Linked DNA regions of Mus musculus: region 2 is linked to region 1. A link is a contact called in public Hi-C data. All regions are on one chromosome and are shown on one strand. The core of a region is the stretch at or near the end of the contact, and the rest is flanking DNA. Distances in the headings are between cores, read along the strand shown. Region 1 has its middle 110 kb from the start of Gap43. Region 2 has its middle 67 kb from the start of Gm29960.

Region 1 (6,341 bases), core at 594-3,093:
TCCTTTTCCTTTCGATATTTTCCTCCTAAATTCAAGCCAAGAAATAGCCCTTGCCTTCCACGTACCTTAACTTATTCCAAAACTTTCCTCAATTTGTGAGCAAAAACTACAAGGCTAATGCATTCAACTCCGACTGTAAATGACAGGTATTTTTTTTGAAATCGAAAAGCATCTTCAGTTGCATTGTGGGAGTCACCTCTTCATTTCTACACCATCCCTCCTCTAAAGACAAGCTCTGTCGAGCACGAATGGTTCTTTTATTTTAGTGTTGCCTTGTTCCAAGAGATCTGCAAAGTCTTCCATACGTATATACTGCTTCCTCATCTTCAACACATGCTTTACTTTATAAGAATGTTGAAATATAAATGTATATCCTTGTGCTAGAATTATAGGCTGCTGTGGGCCAACCAGTGTGAGTTCTGGGAACTCCAAGGTGCCTATGTAAATTGAGTTGCCTTTATTCTTTATCAATTTAACCTTTCCTTGGAGTTCCCATATCATTAATGACTTCTTTTTTTTGTTTGTTTGGGTTTTTTTTGTTTGGTTGTTTTTTTTTTTTTTTTTTGGTTTTTTGGTTTGTTTGTTTTTGTGTTTGTTTTTGTTTTTTGTTTGTTTGTTTGGTTGGTTTTTCGAAACAGGGTTTCTCTGTGTAGCCCTGACTGTCCTGGAACTCACTCTGTAGACCAGGCTGGCCTCGAATTCAGAAATCTGCCTGCCTCTGCCTCCCAAGTGCTGGGATTAAAAGCCCGGCTCATTAATGACTTCTACCCAGCTCCTCTGCATGCTTATGACTACTGCTGTTCCCATCCAAATATAAGGACCTTGAAGGAAAAACCACCCCTTACTCCTTAGGCACATTCAGACTGCAGCACACCTCAGAAAGTGTTTTTGAACTGACATGGTTTCATTCCCTAAAATTGGCAGACACTGATAACTTGTGATGGCTTTCTTTCTTTTCTTTTATTCAAACCCCGCCCCGCCTCTTGTGTGTGTGTGTGTGTGTGTGTGTGTGTGTGTGTGTGTGCAAGCGTCACATGACTGCAGTTATCTAGGGCAGTAAGCAATGTTCAAGTGATTATAGCAGAAAACCGAGATTCCACCAGCGCCCTGGGAATTGCAGCCAGAGATCATCTGAGCCACATGCTTAATATTTTAAACAAGAGGCATGGTCCTTTCAGAGAGGTCTTCGCTACTGATTCTCTCAAAGGATTTAGTCGCTCAGCTACATTTAACATTCACTGGGTCAGACCTTTATCCAAGATGACGTCATCTGAATCCTCATGCAATTCAATTTTAGCGTGTATTCCGCCAGAGTACCTCCCCCCATCCTGCCCCCTGTCTCTTGGTAGACAGAGACAAGGCAAATAAATAGCAGTTAATCTGAAGCGTGAAGCTTTGGAAAGCCTTTAGCCAAGGTTTGTATTTAGTTACCCTCTGGGGGGGGGAGGTGCGGAAGAAGGAAGGAGAGGGCTCAGCCCCCTCATGGCAGTAGGAACCTTTAAGAATTGACTTGGGGAGAAGAGAAAACTCTCAAGCTGCTTGGGAAGGAGCCACCCACAAGGACAGGGACTTCCAGCTGCCTAAGTAATTCAGTCCCCTACATACTGATATCAGAAAGGAGCCTTTGCAGGGTATTTCTCACATGCGCAATAAGCAGCCCTCACCACCTCCCCCACCCCCAGAGCTTCCGTTTTGATTCATCCTCAAAGTGGAAGGCGCTTGAATAACCTAGCTGAACTTTCCTGTTCCTCTGTTTGAAACCTCGAACACAGGCTGGATCAGCCTCACTATCGGCCTGCCTTACTCCCTTTTCTTAACCCTCCTCCTTCCCAGACTCTCCATCCTTTAAATACAAAAGTCCTGGTTTCCCTCCCTCCTGGAGCAGCCATTGACTTCAAACAGGGTCTCCATGGAAACCAGAAGCAGTTTCCTGCATCCTGGAGCCAGGTTCTCTCTTCTAGGTGAAGCAGGGCCTTAGGGAGCTGCAAGAAAAAAGAGGTCTCCTGATTAACGTGAATCTGATGAGGAGGGGAGAGAATTTAGGCAGAGTGGTATGAGTTAAGATAAAAGGAGCTAAGGGTTCAGATTCTCTCTCAATTTTTATTTCAGTTTAACACCGTTCAGAGGAGACCTTGGAACCAAACAAGAAATCTCAAGGTCCAGGTCTATGGCCCCTAGTCTGTCAGCATCCAACAGAGGTCTGTTAAATATGGAGATTGTTTAGGGATGACTTTACAATGAAGTCCCGACTACACTTCTCATAAAAGCAAAGCATTTTTTAAAAGCATTTAAAACGAACAAGAGAACGAAGTCTTTGCTACCGGCTACTCCATTTTCTTTTCATGTACACTCTGCATCACCCCATGCCGCAGACAGAGCTGTACATGAGAATTTAGTGCATAGCCCCCCACCCCCACCTGACCTGAAGGCATGGAGAAAACTCCTTGTACCTCCAGGACTCTGTTACCCCTTCTCCTGATTGATAGACACCTTCATTCATATCTGGCTCTCTAAGTCCAGAACGGCACCTTGACGCTCTTACTCAAACCCATCTGTCCTGAAGCATGATCCTGTCATGGTCTGCCTCTTCCGGAGGTCTCAAAGCCCTTTTCCAGAGTGAGTTCTGTCATCGACCTGAAGGTTCAGTAGAAGACTACAAACAGACCTCTGCTGGCTTCCCCAGTTTACTGTCAGTAGGTCTTGCATGGCCTTTGCTCTTCAGTCATATTTCTGGGTCCACTGAAACAGTTTGTTCTGGAACTTTGTGTCTTCTCTTCTGAAGTTCCTAGTATGTTGTGCAACTTTAGTTAGATAAAATTGTTTTGCTTTTCTCTATTGATAGAGATGTGAGTTTTCCCCTTGCAGTGGGAAAGATGTCGCTTCCTCCTCCCTTGGAGCCCTCTCCCTTGGCATACTCAAATATATTTTTGTTTGTTTGTTTGTTGGTCTCTGTCACAGCTGCAGCAAATGAACAAAAATGTATTTGCTGAAAACAATATAACTTTACTATGTTACATATCTAGAAGGGCATCAGAGGTTTCACTGGATCAGAACCAAGGCATCTGTGGTGGTTTTAGAGCATGCCGGTGTACTTTGACTCTCCGCCCTCTAGAATCCCTAACCAGCAACAGCATCACTCCAATCTCCGTTGTCCCATCTCCTTTCCTGATCTTATCCTCTTTGCCTTCTTTTAAAGATGTCTGTGTCCACGGTGTACACCTAGGTAGTGCAGATCAGCATCTCCATTTCAAACATCAATTTAATTACACCCACTACATCCCTTTGGGAATTATTCTGCCTACCACATAGTGTTTTTTTCTATCTTAAATATGGTGCCACCTCATCAACCACTTGCCTCTCTTATCACTGAGTCTGTCTTTTCCTTTGATGGACAAGTTTTTCTATGTGTTGTTTACAAGAAGTAGCCCATACTATCTCCATCTCCTCACCAGGCATTTCCTTAGCTCCCCACTAGAATTTATTTCTGTCCTCTTCACAGTGCAAAACTATCACGACAAAGTTCAATATTACCTTCAAATTGCCAATTTCAGATGACATTTACCAGTCAGCTTCTACTTCCTTGCTAGCATCCTTTGACATTTTTGAACACGTCCTTCTGTATAAAACTTTCTTCCTTTGATTCCAAGATATTTCTTTCTCCCCCTCCTTCTTTATCCTCTCTGGATTCTACTCTGTTATCATCTTGTCATCTGCCTCTCTGTCTTACTTACCTTTATATTGCTGTGATGCAACAGTGTGACCAAGGAAATTTATAAAAGAAGCCATTTAATTTGAATGGTTCCAGGGGATTAGAGTCCATGACCATCATAGTGGGAAGCATGGCAGCAGACAGGCAGGTATAGATTTGGGGCAGTAGCTGAGAGCTTAACATCTTGATCCACAAGTAGGAGAGAGAGAGAGAGAGAGAGAGAGAGAGAGAGAGAGAGAGAGAGAGAGGGAGAGGGAGAGGGAGAGGGAGAGGGAGAGGGAGAGAGAGAGGGAGAGAGAGAGGGAGAGAGAGAGAGAGAACTGGGAACAGTGTAGCCTTTTAAAACCTCAAGGCTCATGCTCACTGCCATGCTTCCTTCAAAGGCCACACTTTCAAATCCTTCTCAAACAGTTCAACCAAATGGGGACAAAGTATTTAAATATGATACAAACCACCACACATACCAATTGCCAATTAATGTTTTATAGGAACTTGCTAGACAAGATAGCTTGGATGCTTGCTTAAAAATGATGAATATCAGCAGATCTAGTGAGTCAAAATGTACTTAACAGATTCTTTAGGATACCTTGTGTATTAGTTTTCTTGTTGCTCCGACAGAACGCCTGACAGAAGCACTTTACCAGAAGAGAGATTTCTCTCGGCTCACAGTTGTAGATTATAGTCTATATTCCATAGTGGAGAAGGCACAGTGGCTGGAGAAGCTCAGTCCTTGATGGTTGGAGCTTCTTATATATTATCTTCATATTTTGCTGCATCAGAAAGCAGAGAGCCTGGACAGGCACCAGAAGCTAAGCTAATGGTCAAAGCATGCTGCCATCCAGATAGGTCACAGATACCAAAGATTTGACAACCTACCAAATCAGAGCTGCCGTGTAGCAGGCAAGTCCTCAGGCACATATGTCTATGGGGGGGAACATTTCAAATTGAAACTGTGACAATTGTATGTACACTAAGGTTTGGAAAACACCTACATAAAATTTTGTACTATGTAACTAATTGCTTGCAAGTTATGATCTACTTCTCCGTCTCTAGCTATAAGTCCCAAATGTACGCCTTTTGTCTGTATCATTTTTTGAGGTTTGTCTCATGAATGGAACTAACAGTAGATATGCTGCAGGATTGCTCCACTGGTAGAAGAATTGCTTAACCTACACATTTCCCTGCACAATGAAGAAAGAGAAGGAAGAGAGAGGGAGAACTGGAGAGCTACCTCAGTTAGTAAAGTAACTTCCAAATAACCATGAGGGCCTGTGTTCCATTTCTAATACCTAGGTAAAAAAGCTGAGAATAGTGGTGTTATTATAATCTCAGAGCTGGGGAGGCAGAGACAGAAGGATTCCAGTGCTCCCTGGTCAGCCAAGCAAGCATTTTGGGATACTCAGTTCCCCATGAGAGACTATCTCAAACACTTGTCTTAAGGCATGACATCTAAGATTGACCTTTGAGCTCTGCACGCACATGTCTACATGTGTACATACACCCACCCTAACATAAATGTAACTGCATACACATGAACTTGCACACTTACTCACATACCAAAGAAGGACAGGAAAAGTAGTTCTTAGTTGCTCATTTTTCCCAGATGTCCCATAAGCATTTAAAATTCACCTTATTCAAAGAACTCATTTTTAATTCTATTTTAATAAATGACAACTCCACTCAAGTACCTGATGCAAAACACGTACAGCCTTTTTCTTCTTTTCCCCATATTTATACATTCTTCTTATTACAGTTTTCAGAAACATCTCATTTTTACAGTGTTGAGAATAGAAGCCAAGCCTTGCTTATGCTAGGCAAATACTCAACCACTGGACTACAATTCTAATATTATCCTTAGCAATAAACTATGTTAGCATTGAGTCATATATCACATCCCTTTTTTAAAACTGAAAATAGACTCTTTTCTCATGCATCCTGAACACAGTTTTCTCTACCGCCACTCCTCCCCACTCCCTCCAAGCTCCCCTGTATCCACTCCCACTCTGCCCCCTTTTCAGAAAGGAGCAGGTCTCCAGGAAATGATAGGCAAAGAAGACAAAACAAGACACACTAAGACAAGGCATCAGCCTTCATATCAATGCTGGACAAGGCAACCCAATAGGAGGAAAAGGGTCCCAAGAGCAGACAACAGAGTCAGAGATATTCCCACTCCTACTGTGAGCAGTACCACAAAAATAGCAAGCTAACAGTCATAACATATAACACAGAGGACCTGGTGCAGGCCCATGCAGGCCTCATGGTTGCTGTTTCAGTCTTTGAGTCCAGAAGTTATGTTCTCCTGGTCTCCTCCAACCCCTCTAATCCCAACTTCTATGATCTTTCCTTCCTCTCTTCTGCTGGGGGACCGTCATCTCTGGAGGGAGAGACCCAATGAAGACTTCCAATTGAGACTCTTCCCACATAATATCTGGCTGTGGGTCTCTTCGCCTGACCCCATATTCTGCCAGATGCCAAACAGGACAAGGCACCAATCTATTTGTATAGCAGAACATACATCATGCCTTCACTGATTGCCTTCCTTGCAATTATATCAAAGTTCCTTGATCATAGCCATTTCCTAGTGTTTGAAAAGTTTCAGAACACACACACCACACACTTCTACCAGTATCCT
Region 2 (6,360 bases), core at 576-3,075, 270 kb after region 1:
CAACCAGTTAACAAGGAAGGAGCTATGAAATATTAAGATGGGAAATGAAGGGTTTCAGATATTTTCAAACATTTAAAGTACCACATCATAACATGGGAGCCCACCCTGGTAAGCTGGTTGCAAAAAGATTCTTATTTAAGGGAGGAATCTTTCTTCGATACCAAACTAACGAGAGGTAGATTGTGCATTAGCATATAGCTAGCATTTTGGAACAGTTTCCAGCTGTGCAGGAAACACTGAGAAGCAGGAAAATGGAGCCCACTCTCTGCAGTCATCAATCCGTGTACAACACTTATGGATTCCAGGAAATAAAAAATCGCTCATTCCACAAATATTTACCAAACCTCATCTGGTCCCTTACACAGACCTAAGAAGCATCTTCAATAGAATTCCAAGCTTGTCATTGCTCAGGGACCATCCTCTCCAGCATCTAGGTGATGCTCCCATTAATGCCAGCCTTCCCCACTAGCATCCATATTTCCCCCATTGTAACTAGGTAACTAGGTAACTAGGTATTACCTCTAGTGGCAGGAAGAGAGAACCCCATCAAAAGGTACATAGAAGTCAAGGTCAACACACACCTAATTTGCTTTTCCTTTATGTAATATGGTCTCACTAGGTTTCTGTAAAATGGAGCCAGGCTGCTAAACCCAGTGAGATGTACAAAGAAAAGGACATTATTGTCATGCTCAAGGAGGGCTTTACTTAAAAAAAAAAAAAAAAAAAAAAAAAGGAGCGGGGGAGAAAATATCTTAGTCTGAGAGCACAAGGGAGGGGCCATAAACATGATAGTTGAGGACAGACTACCAGAGAAGCCCCTTGAAGCATTCGGCCCATGGCTTACAGAGCATTCGGTCCCTGTTTAGCACAAGGACAGTCTAGAGATGCTCTGTCTATCTGCTGATCAGAGACAAGGCTGCACAGAGGAGTGCCACTTAAATCCCATTCCAGCTGCTCCCCATGTCAGAAGTCCACACCGGAAAACTGGAATAGGCTCTGATGTGAGAGAGCTGCCCCATGGTTCAGAGTAGCAAGAACTCGGACCTGCTGACCGCTTGCAGCTCTGAGCACAACAGAATGTAGTAAAAGCCTTGCAGAGATGCAAAATTAGATGAGTGGTCTCCGGGGAAATGAATGAATAAACACTAATGTCTGCTGTCTGACTGTCTACTCATTTGCTTGTGATATTTATATTGAAGGCCTTCAGCGTGCTGATCGCATTTTAAAAGCCAAGTATGTGTATGCTGGTTTACAAGTATACAATCTAGAGAATGAAGCCTAGTTGATCTAAAGAGGTCTGTCCCCATGCCTCCCATCTTCACAGGGAAGAGGCAGAGGGGACAGAGGCAGCCTGCAACTCAATGAAGTTTGCCTATTCAGGCTTTGACCTTTGCTCTTCTTGTCTTGCCAGTGACACTGAAGATTCTTAATCTAGTCACTTGAGATGACCTGTGTTACTAGAAACCATTACGGTCAAAATGAAAACGCATTAAAAGGCAGGTAATATGCTTGCTACTGTGATACATGGGACTTTATTCTTCCTGCAGAGTGCAGAGCAACGCGAGTCTGCCCCATCAGCACAGAAACAGGACAATCTTTCATATGGATGAAATAGCCTTGAAAGCTTCGTCACTGCAGAGCAGAGAGAAGCTACTAAAATGGTTCTTCTTAGCCTCTTTCTGCTGATAAAAAAAAATGGAGAGAGAGAGAGAGTGAGAGAGTGAGAGAGAGAGAGAGAGAGAGAGAGACTGCACCACCTCCCAAGGGCTTCAATGCAGTTGCTATGGCAACACTATATCTGAGTCAGAACTATTAACAATCACCATGGCAACAAGTGTCTCACTTGCCATTTCCAGAAACTGGATGCGTTTGGACTGAAATCATCACACCATGAAGAAAGGGGTGGGGCCTCTCTCTCACTAGGAAACAGAAATACTTTCTCCAAATACCTTACGCAAAAAAAAAAAAATGTTTTAAGTAAAATGAAGTTAAATAGGAAGGGAATCATGTTGTTATGAGCCACACAACACTGTCTCTGTAATCTTATTGTTTGTTGGAATTAGTGCCAAAAATGTTAATAATCAGGATGTTAAATTTATTTTACCCATAAGTCCCAGTAAAATCTTTCATATATATGAGTGAACTTCCTTCCTGTTTTGTCAACGTGAACAAGAACACATTTTATATGTCTTGCCTGGCTCTCTTCTGTATCTGCGTAATCTCCCTAGCCTTACCCCGTCAGACACCCTCGTGAATATTTAGCACAGTAGAATTCTTTAGAGATTTGTGGATCACACTTGTCAAGCAGAAGAAATGATCGTGCTTATTCCTGTAGAGGCACCGAAATGGAGGGTGTGGTGCTGTTCGAGAAGAGGTCATGTTTCAACTTGGGGCTCTTCCTACTGCACAGTTTCAGATACAGAATGCTAAAATAGTTGGTGATACTGGACTTCACCTCAGGTGTGACCTCAGTGAGTGACTGCACACTGGCAGAAAAATCAACACTAGCTTGCTCTTTCTTGAGACCTGTTGGTTGAGTTCTCTTTGCTTTTTCATGACCCTTCCTTCCCTAATTGTCCCAGGATGCATTTCACTGCCAATGTTCCTGCCTCCAATCTATGTCATGTCATATTCTTGAGGTTTCTATCCCAGGGCCAAAAGAGGTTACCTGGTAGCCTTGAAGATAATTTCTCCTGTACTTTACCAATAGAAAGGTACAAGAGTGATGTGAAACAGATTTTCCTAAAACAAAAGCCAAATGAGATCAATGCTCAGATTAATATCTTTTTTTTCTTTTCTTTTCTCAGAACCTTGCTTAGTTAGAACAAGAATTCTCTTACAGAGACAAAGTTTGGAGCTGAGACAAAAGGATGGTCCATCTAGAGACTGCCATATCCAGGGATCCATCCCATAATTAGCCTCCAAACGATGACACCATTGCATACACTAGCAAGCCTTTGTTGCAAGGACGGTGATATAGCTGTCCCTTGTGAGACTACCCTGGGGCCTAGCAAACACAGAAGTGGATGCTCACAGTCAACTATTGGATGGATCACAGGGCCCCCAATGGAGGAGCTAGAGAAAGTATCCAAGGAGCTAAAGAGATCTGCAACCCTGTCGGAGGAACAACATTATGAACTAACCAGTACCCCAGAGCTCTTGACTCTAGCTGCATATGTATCAAAAGATGACCTAGTCGGCCATCACTGGAAAGAGAGGCCCATTGGTCAGGCAAACGTTATATGCCCCAGTACAGGGGAATGCCAGGGTCAAAAAATGGGAATGGGTGGGTAGGGGAGTGGGGGGGGGGGACTTTTGGAATAGCATTGGAAATGTAATTGAAGAAAATACGTAATAAAAAAAAAAGAAAAAAAATTTTACCCCCTCAATAGAATTACCTATCTGTGTTTGAAATACTTGCTTCAGAGCTCACACCTGGGAGACCAACAAACTCAGAAACTCAGAAAACAAACTGAGTTTCCTCAGTTTACCTGTCACATGAGAACAGAGGTGACAGGACCTTTTTCACAACCAATCCTAGGCTGCTGGATTATTGCAAGGCAGGATTTCTATAGAATAGTAATGGATGGAGAAGAGAGAGAGAGACAAAGTAGGTGCTCCTGAGGTCAATGTGAAAGAAAGCCCCGGGGAAAGGCTTTCAAACCTATTGTTGAGCAGTAACCTCAAGGGCAGGAGGGTGGAGGCTAAGAGTCAAGACTTCCCAGCTCACAAAGACAGTTGTTCTGGGGGAAAAAAAAAAGTTGCATCTTACAAGGAACCCACAGGGGTCAAAGGCTCCAACAGTGCTGCCTGGTCTTAGATACATAAGAACATAGCTACTAAATTTTCTCTACACACAACCACATTGGAAATACTCGATGTATACACAAAATAGCGTGGACTACTTATTTGTTAACTTTTAAAATGTATTTTACTTATTTCTATTTTATTATTCATTTATTTATGGGGTGTGGTGTGTGTGTGTGTGTGTCTGTGTGTCTGTGTGTGTGTGCATGTGGGTATCTGCAACAGTCAGTAAAAGGTGTCAGATGCCTTGGAGCTAGAGTTTCAGGTGGTTGTGAACCACCCAACATGGTTCTAGGAACTTAACTTGTGTCCTCCACAATGGCAATAAACACTCCAAAGCTGAAGCATCTCTCCAGTAGTCTGATTAAGTTAGCTCTTAAATAATTTTTCTCCACGTTCTGGATGAAGTCAAGCCAGTGCTGCTTTGGAAAAGACACTTGAGGACCTGTGACCCAGTGTGGGTAAACAAAGTGAAGAGTTACTCTATTAGGTATACAGTGGTAAAGTCTTCAGGCCAGTTGTCCTCAGATGGACATTTACCATGGTTGTTTGCCAGTTGGTAATTATGTCATCAAAGCTTGAGCTTTCAGTTCTCAAATAATGTTGACTATGAGTAAGTGACTTCATCGCATTGTATGGCACTTTTGTTCCTCTGTGAAATTGTTTTTTGATGCGTAGTGAACTAGTATACAGACCAGATTCAGAACACTGGTGACAGCAATATATTCACCAGCTGTGATGCATCATTGTTGCGCTCAATTCAATCTTCTGCTTTTGCTGCCTACTTAGTCAGACATAAAATATCCTTTGTCTTAAACATGTTTATTGCATCATGAGGCATACGGGAGGCTTGGAGAGAGGAAAGGGAATGGGGAAATTATATAATTATAATTTCAAAAAGGAAATAACTTGTTAAACATTGTTTACTAGTTTGGTTTGTCCCTCTCATCTCTCATTCAACAGACATTTGTTTCTGAGAGGCAGAGATCTGATATAGGTCTTGTTCTGTAGGAATTATAATTTACTGTATAATTTCTGTGGAAATTACAGGTTTAAATGACTGGTAAAGGCATTTGGCAAGGCAGCTCATTGGGTAAAAGGTGCTTGCTGCCAAACCTGAGTTTTATCTCACCCCGACCAACATCCGACATGATAGATGGAGAAGACCCACACGCATTGATATCTGATGTCCAAACATATGTTGTGGCCTGCACCTGCTCGTATAGGAAAACACATGTATACACAAAATAATTAAAAAAAAAAACTATCAGAGAAAGATGAGCAGCCATCAAATGATACTTGACTTTCAAAACTAAAAACGGATTCTTATCAACTGGGTGAAGGCCCATGCATTTGTTTTCTAGTATGGACTTCTCTCTAGCACTGCTTTTAAAATGCACCCACAGGCTTTGTACTCCATTTGTGAAGCTGTAGTATAGCTTGTCCCAATACTGCCATTACAATTGCCTCACATACAGTCTGTGTTACTCTAAGCTTTAAAAATAAAAGTTCCCTCTAGACTAGAACTTGGCAAATAGAGTTTGATTAAGTTGGGTTATTTTTATTTTGTCCTCAAAGGTAGGTAATGTGCCCTAGTGAATCAAGCTGTTCTGAAGTCAGGGGACAATACTCCCCATTCCAACCGCAACATTTAGAGTTACCTTTAGAAAATTATTCTGTTTTCTTACAGTTGACAAAAAAGTTGAAAACTAGTTTCTGCCTCCTATATTCCATTGTTTTGAAGGTAGTGAGTACTGAGTGTTAAACGTACCTTGATCCCCTCACATGCTGCCTTAGAATGGAAAGCTGAAGATGCCAGTTCTGTTCTTTTCTTATTCCCCAGGGTAAGTCGATCGATCTCACTTGTCTTAGCCATGTGCAAATCCACCTAGCCAGTGTCCAGGAGATTGACCCTTCTGGGAAATGGTCTATTCTAAAAGAATTTAGACATGTTTGGCCACAATGAAAGAACAAGTGGATGCGAAGTGTGCTCATTCACCAGGCTCCTGCACAGTTTGTTTTTTGTTTGTGTAAACCCATTGATTTTTCCCAAATTGCCTCCTCACAGCCACATACAACTTGAGAAAAGAAATTGCTTTGTGATACCCTCTAACTTGAATTGCTGTGTTCAAAGTGGCTCGTGGAAGACAAACAGATCGTTTCTTTTCTCTTTGATAGTCCCTTACACACACACACACACACAGACACACACACACACACACACGCAGACATGTAAATAGAACCTCTTAGTATAAATTTCCTTAGTTATCTCCCTGCCAAGTCTTCTTGAGCAGAGACCATGCTGTGTAAAATCAGCCACAACCTAGGCTTTGGAAGTAGTGACGTCATCTAGGTCTAGCTGGCAGTTGAGAAGTGCTGGAATCCAGTTTGGTGTTTGAAAGTGGGCAGTAATTCTCAAGAAACTTTTCAATAGCAAGTCCTGTCTGGTCTCTTGAGCTTGAAGATTTATCCTCAGTTTCATATAATTTTCAAGTCTGTTTGTCTGGCAACTTCTTCAAAAAGGTTATGGACTCTCTGTGGGCAGAAACGGTA

Evidence for each region. Hi-C and Micro-C count contacts between places; a contact is called where the count stands out from the background.
Region 2: a Hi-C map of the N1E-115 cell line shows a contact between it and region 1, with 2.5 times the contacts expected there. The contact joins two enhancer-like sites. A contact is called at or near these places in 2 of 484 Hi-C or Micro-C datasets (the N1E-115 cell line and cortical neurons) and 1 of 9 other capture datasets (embryonic stem cells).

What each region holds. Positions count from the first base shown.
Region 1 is chr16:42,443,433-42,449,773 of GRCm38.p6, forward strand. No RefSeq gene overlaps it. Among named protein-coding and RNA genes, the nearest start is that of Gap43, 110 kb to the left of the region's middle. Within about 2 kb of position 1,844, at least 66 of the 459 cell types and tissues checked have an H3K27ac peak or open chromatin away from gene starts, as enhancers often do. A contact at or near this core is called in the N1E-115 cell line and cortical neurons, where this site is marked.
Region 2 is chr16:42,716,401-42,722,760 of GRCm38.p6, forward strand. No RefSeq gene overlaps it. Among named protein-coding and RNA genes, the nearest start is that of Gm29960, 67 kb to the left of the region's middle. Within about 2 kb of position 1,826, at least 65 of the 459 cell types and tissues checked have an H3K27ac peak or open chromatin away from gene starts, as enhancers often do. A contact at or near this core is called in the N1E-115 cell line and cortical neurons, where this site is marked.